Regions from separate parts of the Mus musculus genome. Here region 1 is linked to region 2. Evidence: chromatin contacts called from public HiChIP or PLAC-seq data. All regions are on one chromosome and are shown on one strand. The core of a region is the stretch at or near the end of the contact, and the rest is flanking DNA. Distances in the headings are between cores, read along the strand shown.

Region 1 (6,230 bases), core at 1,602-4,101, 68 kb after region 2:
TAAATACAATTGTTGCACCTATGCATACCACGTGATCCCAATCGTGGGGGTGGGGGAATCTCTCCAGCACTTGGAAAACCGATCTTAGTAATGTTCACTTAGGGAAGAAAGGCTCTTACTATGAATGGCTTTAAGTTTCTCTCTTGTCCTTGTCACTATAAGGTAGACGATATTATTTACTTATTGTATAAAATGCTTTTTCGTGTGTGTATGTGTGTGTGTGTGTGTATGTGTGTGTGTGTGTGTGTGTGTGTGTATGCTCGAATGTGTGTGGGTATGAATCTGCATGTACATGGAGGTCCAATGTCAATGTCAGGAATAAACCTCTCTCAATATTCAACAAGGCAGGCTATTTTAATCAATGCCAGAGCTCATCAATATAGCTAGTCTTGTCAGCTAGGCTGTTCTGAAGATTCTCCATCTCTGCCTCCCAAGGTTGCTAATACAGGTGGTCAGCATTATTTACTGGGGTTCTAAGGATCTGAACCCCAGCTTTCATGTTTACCTAGCAAGCCCTTAACCAGTGACCCATCATTTCCCGTTCTTTAAAAGCACACAGGATGAGATGAGAATGCGCTGGCCCTTAATGCTGAGAGAACTCTCATCACAAGAGGCTACAGGTGGGACCTGAAACCCTGCATGCCCAGAAGGAATGGCAAGGGACCTCCAGGAAGCTCTCACAGCATCAGGCCACCACAAAAAGGCTGACAGGAGACAAGGTGGGACAACCAAACTGTAGGTGATGAAGGGAGCCTGTTGTGACCAGAATGGGAAAGGTGTCTTCAACCCAGACTTGCATGTTTAAACACTTGGTCCTCAGCTGGTGGTGCTGTTTGGGGAAGTCATGGATATTTTGGAAGGCAGGAGAAATAGCTGGTAGAGAAGAGTCACTGAAGTTGGGCCTTGGAAGGTTACAGCCCAGTCCAGACTTCATTTCATGTCAAACTGTCCACTTCTTGACCAGCTGCAATTATGTGACCAGCTATATCCTGCCACTGCTGCAAAGGTTGTGGGCTGCTCCTGATGCCACACCTTCCCCATTATAGTGGACTGTATTCCACCAACCATGAATTAAAACTAAGCCTTTTCTCCTTTAAGTTACTTGTATGAGGTATTTGGTCCCAGTAATCAGTGCAGAGGCACTGAGTAGAATCTGCCCACCATCTTACTCCTAAGATTACAGAGCAGGATGTGTGTGTCGTCATCGTGCCATCACTCTGCTGCCCTAGACACTCTTTACTCTGGCTTCCCTGGCTACCCAAAGCTTGTGAGAACCTCACCACCCTGACAGCAATCTCTTAGTCACCCAGCGTGGAGGCGCCATTACTATTCTGAAACCGAGGCCATCCTAGACACCAAAGACTCACCAGCCAGCTCCTGAGAAGCTTGGCTGGATGCTTAGGTTCTCCTTTCTCCAACTGGTATCAAACCCTGCTTACCTTTCCCACACACATATGTCCACCATGAGCTTGCAGAGAGAATGTCTGCTTCATTTGGGTACCACTGAGGTGGAGGCATGAGCTTGTGAAGAGCAAATGAGATGGAAAAGGATCCAAACTGTCCATGAAAGGGTTAAGCAAATTCACTGCTCTCTAGTATTAGTACTGCTGGTACTCCTGTGGCTACCTTCATTGCAACTATCACCATAAGTACTGTATTACCACCAATAGTGTTGCACTTGTTGGCCCTATTATTGGTATCATCTATAACACCATTACCACTGTTGCTAAACAACCACTACAGCCACCATTATCATGGTCACCCTCACCATTGCTACCCCTTTTATTTTCTTATCACTGCGGGGGTAACTGCTCACTTCTTTCAGCAGCTTGCAGACACCACAACCCTGATACACTCCAGACCTGGGGCAAACTGCCATAACTTGAATGGTTATTTCTCATTTCTCAAGAACTCTCTCCCAAGCTTGGAGAATCCATACCCATGCCTAAAACTAGTGTGTATGCCTGCACCTTGATCCTTATAGAGTAGAGAGATGATACTGAGGGCTGATAAAGGAGTCTGCCATGTCCCAGACTCACTGTACACACAGGAGAACACAGACCAGAGGGGAACATGGGAGTTGCTCTTCTTTGAAAGAGAAAGAAACTGAGGCATGGAGGTGATGTGTATGAGATCACGCAGCTGGCGAATAGCTTGTTCCTGATCCAGACCATTTATTTTTTACCAGCATCCAGGATGTCAGCTGAGGTGCCAGGATTTGAAAGGGTTAAAGAAGAGGTCTGGGTCCTGGCATTTGCTCAGTTTCCCACTGGCAGGAGATGATTTGAGGAGTAAAAAGCTGGGATGATTCTTCCTACTCCTCCTGTCTCCAAGCACTACAGTCATCGGTGGCAATCTCCTCCAGCAGGAATGAACATGGAAAATGACCAGGAATATGGGACACTGGACTCTGGGTATCTGCATCGAGATAGCCCTGAAGAGGGACTAGCAAACGACAGCAGGAAAAGAATGAGGAAAAATAAATGGGAACAGGAAGGTGACTCTGGAGCCTGAAGGCCAATACTGTACATGGGCCTGGTGCCCCTAAGGCCCCCTAGTGCATTCTATTTTTGGAACTGGCTGCATGGTGAGCGAGTGCTGGTGGGAATAGATAGGGTCAAGGCCAGCTTCCAGCCTGGTGACTCTGAAGCCAATCTGTTGTTGGGGGACCCAGGCACCAGGCCAGAAGTGGGATTCCAAGTCATGCCTCCCCACCCACACAGGCCTCTCAAGGCCCTGGATAACAAAGGGAAGCATCCAGAGAAGGGGGAACTGCTCTTCCTTCCCCTCCAACCCCAACTGTGCTCACATATAGAAGCAGATCTGATGACCTTAGCAAAGCTGTCCCGGCCTGAAGGATCTTGCAAGCTCAGACTTTCTGGGGCCTGTGCTCTGGCGGCAAACTGGGCTTCCTGGGCTGGGAGGGGTGAGCTTCCTTCCCCTTTGGGTGGCCTTGGTCAGTCTTTGGGGACCACAGTAAGTGCATCAAGATAGACTTGAACAAAAGACTTTCATGGAGGCTGATTTCTAACAGGGAAGTCTCTAGGTGGCCTGTATGTTCTGAGCCAGTCAATCCTGCCCTGTGACAGGAAAGAAACTGTCACTGAGTCCCATAGCTGGATTCTGTATGTGACTATGTGCTGTGTTTCCCACCCCATTGCTTTCTCAGCTCAGAGACAATAAAACTCAGTGAAATTGTTCAGGATTTTTAAAGTGTAGAATCATGCACATTTTGTATTTTGCTAGACAGTTTTTCAGAGGCTGATATCATGAGTCTTAGTAACATAACAGACTATTCTTGGGCATTTGAAAAGATGAAAGACAGAGTTTGCTCCTGCCCAGGTCCACCTGCATCTGATGATATTATGCCCCCAGCATCCTAGAGGCAGGCAGGCAAGGTGAAGGAAGGGTAGCATTTGGAGACATCAAGTACTAAGGTGTAGCTCTAGTTCCAGAACATGCAAGTCATGTAGCCTTCTTGGGCCACCTTCCTGAGTCTGGTTTATCTCCTGTTGAGGAGGGAAATGATATTGTCACAAAAGGATTTAAACACCTTATATACATGCTTAAGGCTAGGACCAAATGATGCTAGGACCAATGTATAGATGTCCTCAAGATAAATATCCTGATCTGCTCAAAGCTTCCTTCATCCACCTTTTTATAGTATCCTAAAGGCCAGAAGAGAAAGACAGACACTCAGGAACTTTCCACAGCCTGACTAGCCATCATCTGGATTATACTATGCAATGTTCTACTTTAGTCATATTGCAATGTGAGATTTATGGACGAACAACTTCCAGGTTCCGTTTTCCCCTGTATTAAGATAGTCAAGATAGTGACCATAGAATCTCAGACTATAAGATACACAAAGTTTATGTTAACTCTTAAGAAATAGACATGAGGGCTAGAAATACAGGCCAAAGGTAAAGCCATTGCTTAACACATATAAGGTTTTTATGTTTAACCCCCAATACTCAAAACAAAACAAAACAAAACAAAACAAAACAAAACAAAACACTAGACTAAAAAAGAACAGGGCATGTAGATAAATAAGTACTGTATAGAGTCTGAGAGATGGCTCAGCAGTCAAGTTCTTACTGCTTGGTCATGAGTTCAGACCCCAGTGCCTATATCAGACATCTTACAAACACCTGTAATTCTACTTCCAAGGGATCTGATGCCTTTAGGCACTACACTCACGTACACACACACACACACACACACACACACACACACACACACACACACACCAATAAATCCTGAAAGAAACTGTTTAGAGTGGTTGTGCTCAATCTAGTTGGAATTAACAAGCAAGGGTATTAAAATTTAAATCTATTAAAACAATACTCAGATCAGCATTTCATTCCTACTACACTAGCTTCATTTCAAGGGCGGAACCTTCAGAGATCGGGCAGCTTCTGCATTCAGCAGCACAGATCTAAAATGTTCTACCACAAAAGACAGTCACATCAGAGGGTCTGTACTCAGACATTAAGGGATTTGGAGTAATTTCAAACTGTATTTCCCTCAGTGGTGCTCCACCATTTTGTTTTTCAATGGAAAGAAATCAACATCAGTAGTAAAGGAGAATTATCAAAACCTATTTCATTCCATGCATGAATCCTCTGCCTTAGTTACATTCACGTTTTTGTTTGATAATCATATAATTATTGTGTCTTTAAAGTGGCCAACGTTAGACCCAAGAAAGAGGTGCTAACCTCTGGCATCAGGGAGCTGATACTCTCACAGTCGTTTTTTGTATCCTGCCCTGGTAGTGAGGAGGCTCCTAAAGGCTCCCTTTGTTCTCTACATATTCAAACTATCTTAGTCCAGGGATTTCTGGCTCCCCTAGAGCAGGTCACAGGCCTGTATTGCTCTCCAAGGGGCCACTTAGCATGCATACCTTCTGTTTGCTTCCCTTCAAAACTCTCAGAATATTAAAGAGATGTTTTTCCAGTCTTCCCTCTAAGGATTTAAATTCCACCCTTATGTGACAAGAGGAAGAGAAAAAGCAAACTGACCAGAGAAAGGGACAGAAGGGACATTCTAAAAACTGCCAAAATATTGGTAGCTTTGGGTTTTATCAAACTTGGGGAAGATATAGAGCCAGGGCCCACCCATCGTGGCATGGAATACTGAACCATGATGGGCTATGGATGCAGGAAGCAGCTAGTTCCATGGCATACATAGTCAGGGAACTGGTACTCAGGCCAACTCCTTCCGTTTTACTTAGTCTGGAACACCAGGCTTCAGCCTGGTGCCACTCATAGGCTTAATGTCTTACTTAGTGTTCTGCTGCTATGAAGAGACACACTGACCACGGCAATGCTAAGCAAAGAAAACATTTAATTGGGACTGTTTTACGTGTTCAGAGGCTTAGTCCGTTACCATCATGGTGAGGAGCACGGTGGCACACAGGCAGGCATGGTGCTAGAGAAGGAGCTGAGAGGGCTACATCTGGATCAGCAGGCAGCAGAAAGAGCTATTGAGCTCTTCTGTATTCAGCAGCACAGATCTAAAATGTGGGGACTGGTGTGAGTTTCTGAAACCTCCAAGTCCACTCACAATGACACATTTCCTCTAATGTTACACCTAGTCCAACAAAACCACACATCCTAATCCTTTCAAATAATGCCACTCCCTGTGAACTTCCTGGGGCCACATCTTTACTTAGACTACCACAGTTGGGGTGGGTCTTCTTCACACACTTAACCTAATATAGAAACCCTCACAGAACATGCCCAGAGATTTGTCTCTTAGGCTATTCTAGATCCTATTGAGTTGATACTCAAGGTTCACAAGCCCAGTATGGTCAAGAGTGAAGACTCAGAGCATTTATTTTTGCTTCAATTTTATTCTGATTTGGAAATGACAAAATACGTGGACATCTAGAATTTTTAAGTAGAGTACCTGGAGTAGTATGCCAAGTGTGGGATTTTGTTTGGTTGAACCTGCTACATGCTCATAAAACCAGACTTCCACATTTTCACAGTCCACTGCCAGGGGTGAAACACATTTCCTGAATAATCCTGTTAAAATCAGGTATACTTATTAAAGCAGAGAACAGAATGGTAGGTACCAGGGCAGAGGGCTTGGGGATAATGGAAGGTGGAAGACATTGGTTAAAGACCTGAAGTTTTAGTAAGACAAGAGCAATAAGTTAAAAAAAAGAAAACTGAATCATATAACATGACATCTATAGTTAAAAACAATGTATTCTACACTTGAAA
Region 2 (6,346 bases), core at 2,983-5,482:
TTAAAACTCGCCATGACAGTAACCAAATTTATTAATATTTTCCTGTAGCATTTGGCATATGACTCTCAAGATCTTATTCCAAAATTTTAAATATTTCATGTAATTTTAAAATAAAATGTACGTAGGTAACTAGCAAAAATGTAGATATCCAGTTATCTCAGTCATCTGTTTTATCTTAATTGGAAATATTACTTGTATGATACACTACGTATTCTCCTGTGTATCTTATTTTATTTGGGGCTCTGTAGTCTGTTTCATTCCTGAATTCACTTATTTCACCCATGTTACAATCTCTTTAATGATTGCATTCGAATAGCAGATAGAAGAGTCAGTAACCTCACCGTTGCACCTATCAACTGGAGTTCTTTATTAAAAAATTCCTCCATCAGATAGATTTTTATAGGTTCTTCTGCTTATTAATTTATCCCAATGATCTTTGAATTTAACATGTCATTAAAAAATTCCTAATTAGTATCTTGATTGAAATTTCTTAACTGTACAGTTAAATGTGAGGCAGTGGAATCCCTAAGGCTTATTTGGGTACCTTAAAAACTGTAATTGTAAATCTTCTTTCATAGTCTCCTTTAACTCTATCCTAAGATATTGAAGAGATTTCCTTCTCCTGTTCTGTACCTCCTCTCCCTTTCTGAGAACAATTTTCTAACTTTAATTGTTGGTGTTTAGGTGATTCCTTTAAAATGCTCCCCCCCTTCATTTCTCTTTGTTACTGTCTACATTTGCCACAGTATGGTTCTCTCTAGACACATCATATCTTATACAGGCAGAGCAAAGCCTGTGTATTAGGGAACCAAAACTGCTGCCTTCCTCGTATACTGGTGAGTCTAAGCATGGGTGGTTATCTGCTGTTGTGTTAGACTTAACACTCATGGCTTCAGTAGCCCTTCCAGAAGTAAGAGTTTATGTATATTTCATTTATCTTTTCAATGCTGCCCACCATCTTTTAAAATATTTATATGGCTAAGATATTGTGATGGAGCTTTTGGACAATACTTTACCAAGGCTAGAGTATTTAGTTGGGGTAGTGTAGTTGCTGTAATAGACAAAAATGTATTTCTAATAAGCAAAACTTATTTCTTGTTCCTTTGGCCTTCAAATATGGGGGCTTCTTCAAAACTCCTAGAATCTCCTCCAGTGGAAGACTTGGGAGAGGCAGTCTCCTTCCACATTATGTTATTCTCCTGGTCACTGAAGTCATTGCAGTTCATCTAACAGATGGGAGGAAAAATCACCAAGAAATACATATGATTCTCCTGCATCAGACCAGAAAGATCTCTGTGTCACGACCCTGCCATTCATTGGCCTGAGCATGGGCATGTGACACACCCTACACTGAAGGATCCTGGGACACACCTGTCTGTCAGTATGCCAGAAGAACAAGGGTGAGGTTGTCAAGCACACAGCTGTGTCTGATGAGGTTGTGCACTATCATGTGTGATCACTGTTGGGGAAAGAGACAGAACTCCTAGCTCTGTGTGGTTTGTCAGAAAACAACCTGGGAAGGAAGCAGGGCATGCTTAGGTGAGCAAGTCTCTGCTTCATTGAGTGTCTTCTACCACCTCTCTCTTATATGATTTGTTATCCTTTCAGTAAACGTTGCCATCAGAGTGAAGTGTCATCTAGGCATTCCTAGGAGGAAGCGAGGACAGGACTATGCTCAGTAAGAAGGGCCCTGTCAGTATCTGCAAGATGTTGATGAAGACAGGTTCTAAGAGCTACTTGCCTTCTTTACTCTCCCCTCCTATTTATTACATTAATCCATCCCTGACCACTCAGATCCGTCAGCAGCAAGTCACCTCAGAAATCCTCCATCCTACTTAGTTATTATTAATATTAATATATTTACATTGACACATAATGCATTCTCTGTGTGTAGATGGGCTTCTAGAGTGTATGTGTGGAGGAGACCAGAGGAAAACATAAAGGAGTTGGTTCTTACCTTCCACTAGGTGGATCCAGGTGACTGAACTCGGACCACTGGGCTCCGTGCAAGCTTGTTGACTCAATGAGCCATCTCATTGATTGATTTCTGCTTTGATTTGGGACTAGGAATAAGGACAGTAATTGCACCCATGGTGAAGTCAACTAATCCCTCTATTCTTCCCAGGCACTGTGAAAACTACTCTGCTCTATAATGTTCCTCTTAAGAATCCTACAAGGATGTTGAACATTCTTGTCTTTAGCTGCATATGTATCAAAAGATGGCCTAGTCGGCCGTCACTGCAAAGAGAGGCCCATTGGACTTGCAAACTTTATATGCCACAGTACAGGGGAACACCAGGGCCAAAAAGGGGGAGTGGGTGGGTAGGGGATTGGGGGGGTGGGTATGGGGGACCTTTGGGATAGCATTGAAAATGTAAACGAGGAAATTACCTAATAAAAAAAAAAGAAAAATCACCCTGAGAAAGTCCCAGGGCTACATTGGGATCACGAACACCCAGTATAGTCTCCAACTGAATAATAAAGATTTTCTATTGATTTAAAAAAAAAAAGAATCCTACAAGGGAGATACTACAAGGGAGATTTCTTTTTCCATTCATTGAAAAACGGAGGCACAGCTCAGCAAGGTGAGTAGCTTGCCCGAGTGAACAGATTATGGGGAATATTTGAACACTGGCATCAATCTACCTATGCCTTAAATGTGAATTTCTATGCTGTGGGTTTAGAAGTTCTCCTCACTGATCTGAGTTTAAAACAAAAACTTCCCAACCCAGCTAACAATGTCTTCCTGATCTAACAGATGAGTTCCTGGGCAAGCATTCTTTTTGACAGGAATGTGCACACATGCATGTGTAACACAGGTGTGCATAGAGAGCAGTGCAAGGCCAATGTCCCCTGTTTCAGCCATGCTAGCTTGTCCCCTGTTGACCACGCCCACTTGATCTAGAAATGTTTGTCCCTCTGCCTGTTGGTGATGCCGATGTGAGCTGGACAGAATGATCATGGGCCTCTCTTAAAATTTTCTATTCAATAGGAGAGACGGGTAAAATTGAAGTCAGGATCTGAGCATTGCTTACAGTCATGAAGACACATGGGGTCTTGGAACATAGTGATAGAGGGGATGTTTTAAGGAAAAGCTCTCGTTTAGGGAATGCATGTGTAAGCCCATGGGTACAAGCTGTGCAGTGAGGAAAGCAGCCCCAGAAACCTGAGGGAGAAATCCATCCCCAGCTTACAAAAGCCTGAGATAGGGATGGGCTCAGCTTGTTTAAGGAACAGAGACTTGTTTAAGTCTGCAGAGGGAGGGGCACATGGGGCAAGACAGAGAGGCTACAGCAGGCTTGGAGAGAAAGCAGGAGTTGGATCACATGGTTCTATAGAGATTTCGGGAGCCTTGGGCTCACAGTGTAGCAAGGGACAACAGCACTGGGTGGTCTTGAACTAGCAATAAGGAACCATCCAATCTGATTTTCAGTTTTCCTAAGATCATTCTTGCTGGTCATGTGATATCACACCAACTTGATATCCCCAAAGGCTCCCTTCTGGTTGAATATGAAGGCATTCTGTTAGCATCCACTAAAAATTGGATTTGAAAATTCTGTGCTCACATCAGGGACAGCACAGTACTGTACTGTACTGTACTGTACTGTACTGTACTATAGACCACATCAGGCCTGTCTACCAGGCCAGGTCACTCCCTATGTTGTGTGCATCGAGGACACTGCCACTGAGCATTCTGCAAAGTTCCAACTGGGACTAAACATGGGGCCTGGAGTCTGGGTCAAGGCAAACTCTGCCTGCATCTGCTGTAAAGAGCATGGGGCGGTGGGTGGGTGGGGCACATGTAGAGTCTGGGTTGTAATTTTAAAAATATACGTATATAGTTAAAAAACTTAGGCTTCTACTCCTTTAAGAGCTTTAAATATTTATTTATTTATTTATTTATTTATTTATTTATTTATTTAATGGGTGTGTTTGTGTGCCTATGTGAGCTAATGTGTACTGCATACAAACAGGTGCCCTCAGGGACCAGAAGTCTGCTTGGAGCGCTGCGAAGCAAACTTGGGTCTCCTGCAAGAGCAGAACCATTTTTCCAGTTCCAGGCAGTCTCTTGAAATGTATAATTGATTTAAAAAAACAAAAAAACAAAAACCTGCCCTAACATGTTTTTCCTTGACACAGATGAGCCCACTGCAAACTTTGCGACACATAAGACTCTCTCTCTCTCTAATTGAGTCATTTCTGCAGTTGTGCCATTCTGGGCTGCATGAGCCCACAAATGCAAACTGACATTGCTTCTGTATGAAGGGTGTTGGGAGACAAAACCCTAAGAAGAGCTGAGGCTTGCAGAAAAAAAAAAAAAACATGTGAAGGACACAATTTTAACAAGGGCTTTCTGAGCTAAGTTTGGAGGGAGAGGAAAGGGAAGAGATTGGGAGGCGATGATGCAATTTGGCCAGATGACCGCGGAAAGCAGAAGGCCTCTGGCCCCTCTCTGCTTCCACCTTCTCCCATGAGAAACAGACCCCAGAGCTGGCAAGGATCCTGCTCACCGTGGAAAGACCACGTAAGCACTAACTTTGGGATGGAAGCAGCACTGGGGGCTCCTGTATGCAATTAGGGGATTAGCAACTGGGTTCACTACAAGGACAGTCTTGTAGAGAATGACTGAAGTCTGCAGATGTGGCCATGGGGTGTCATGTGAGAGTACTAGCTTCATCCCACTCCAGTGTGTCAAGACCTGTGAGGGCAAATAGAGCAACACTTCCTTATATTGATACCCAACTCCCCACCCCCACCCCAGCCCTTGCTATAGAAGACCCCACTGTCAACTTGACAACAGTAAGGCTCACTTTCCAGCTGACACGTCTCTGCAGGTACAATGTTCTTGATGAACTCGAATACAGAATGATTTAAAACTCAGAATTTCACACGATGGTAAAGAATAAAGTATTTTCCCCCAAGTCCCATTCAGCTCTAGAGAATTCTCGCCTTGCAGAATGAACTCGGCTCTAGGAGGCCATGTTGGAAAATTGTGTCAAAATTAATGTGGCTGCTCAGTGACTTAAGACTGCTAAAAGATGAATTCCAAGGAATTGTTACTCAAGGGTCTGGATGGAATCCTGAAGTAGACTAGTCCTTGACTTGGATTTTTAGAAAAGCCTAGATTTTTCAAGCTTGAGATGGACCTAATTCAGTCGTTACCCCCATACATCCTTCCTCAACCCCCTGATAAGTGTTACCCTAAAATTTATGTAGAAAGACCTCTTTATATTTGTATGTTGTTCTTTTGCTTTCAAACTTTGAAAAAAAACCCATCCTTTGGGGCCTGAAGACTGAGAAAATAAATACATTAAAATGGCCTACAAGGATTGCTTGTCAAATCCTTCTGTCCCTTGCTACTTCCTGGTCATTGTTGCGGACTTCAGTTTCTTTTCATAAAGAAATGCTCTTAGTTACACCAAATACCTCTATTAAAGCCTTCCCTTGTCTGGTTCATCACACCACCCATGAAGCTCTCCAGAAGAGAAGCTGCGAGGGAGCAGGAAGCTGGCTGCTTTGCTCTGCGTTTTTAAGAACGAATGAGTCAATTCTGGGTGGTATAGGCTTATAATCCCAGGGCTGTAGAGACAAGACTTAGACAAAGGCTCATCTGTGGGGTTTGCTGGCCAGCCAGCCTCACTATATCAGCAAGAACCAGGGCATGGAATGTCTCTAAATGAACGCACAAAGGAATGGACAAACAAATGGGCAGTGTCTAAAAGGACTGGCAACAGAAGTTGGCTTCCACAAGCATGTGCCCACATATGCACACCAATTTATACCTATACCCTCCCAGACAGGGAAACACAGGATCTTGGGGATTAAGAAACGGGGAGACATCAGCCAATCAAATCCCGTGCCTAAATGCAGACAGTTTGCAAATGCCATCGGAACCCATGTGATTCCACCGATCACTCTCTTTGACCTTTTAGTTACTAGTTATTATTTAGTTACTAGTTATCAGAGTGAGGTTCCAAGGCCCATCAATACCAGCTTTGCTGGTGCTGGAGATGGCTCATCAGAAACTAGGGATTGAGACCCTGCAAGGCGCACCCCACCTGGCTTCCTGCTGCAGTTACCTCAGGCCTGTAAACTACTGCTTCCAACTGTGTTTCCATCCTGAGTGCCCCCAGGGCTAGGCTCTTAAAAATAACAGCTTGAAAAGGGAAAGGAGAAAGGAAGAGAGGAAGGCAGAATGCAGGCCAGCAAGCCTCCATCCAAGGAGTCTTGTGAAATCAGTAGCTGGGGCGTTGCCGTGTCTTGAGCATAATTTAATCTCCAAATTGCAAAAACATTAACATTATTGATTGATCAGACATCAATCCAACAGAAATTTAATTAAATT

What was found. HiChIP or PLAC-seq counts read pairs in DNA pulled down with a chosen protein or histone mark.
Region 1: an H3K27ac HiChIP or PLAC-seq map of microglia shows a contact between it and region 2, with 6 times the contacts expected there. The contact joins two enhancer-like sites. A contact is called at or near these places in 7 of 39 promoter capture datasets (the 3T3-L1 cell line, the HPC-7 cell line, embryonic stem cells and 3 more), 2 of 484 Hi-C or Micro-C datasets (liver and nephron progenitors) and 2 of 115 datasets of contacts at active chromatin or transcription factors (embryonic stem cells and microglia).

What each region holds. Positions count from the first base shown.
Region 1 is chr8:115,647,565-115,653,794 of GRCm38.p6, forward strand. No RefSeq gene overlaps it. Among named protein-coding and RNA genes, the nearest start is that of Gm39256, 5.8 kb to the left of the region's middle. Within about 2 kb of position 2,852, at least 22 of the 459 cell types and tissues checked have an H3K27ac peak or open chromatin away from gene starts, as enhancers often do. A contact at or near this core is called in microglia, where this site is marked.
Region 2 is chr8:115,577,894-115,584,239 of GRCm38.p6, forward strand. It overlaps Gm39256 (a long non-coding RNA gene), which reads right to left. Exons shown (of 2, transcript XR_879215.3): 2 at 1-6,346. Among named protein-coding and RNA genes, the nearest start is that of Gm39256, 64 kb to the right of the region's middle. Within about 2 kb of position 4,233, at least 14 of the 459 cell types and tissues checked have an H3K27ac peak or open chromatin away from gene starts, as enhancers often do. A contact at or near this core is called in microglia, where this site is marked.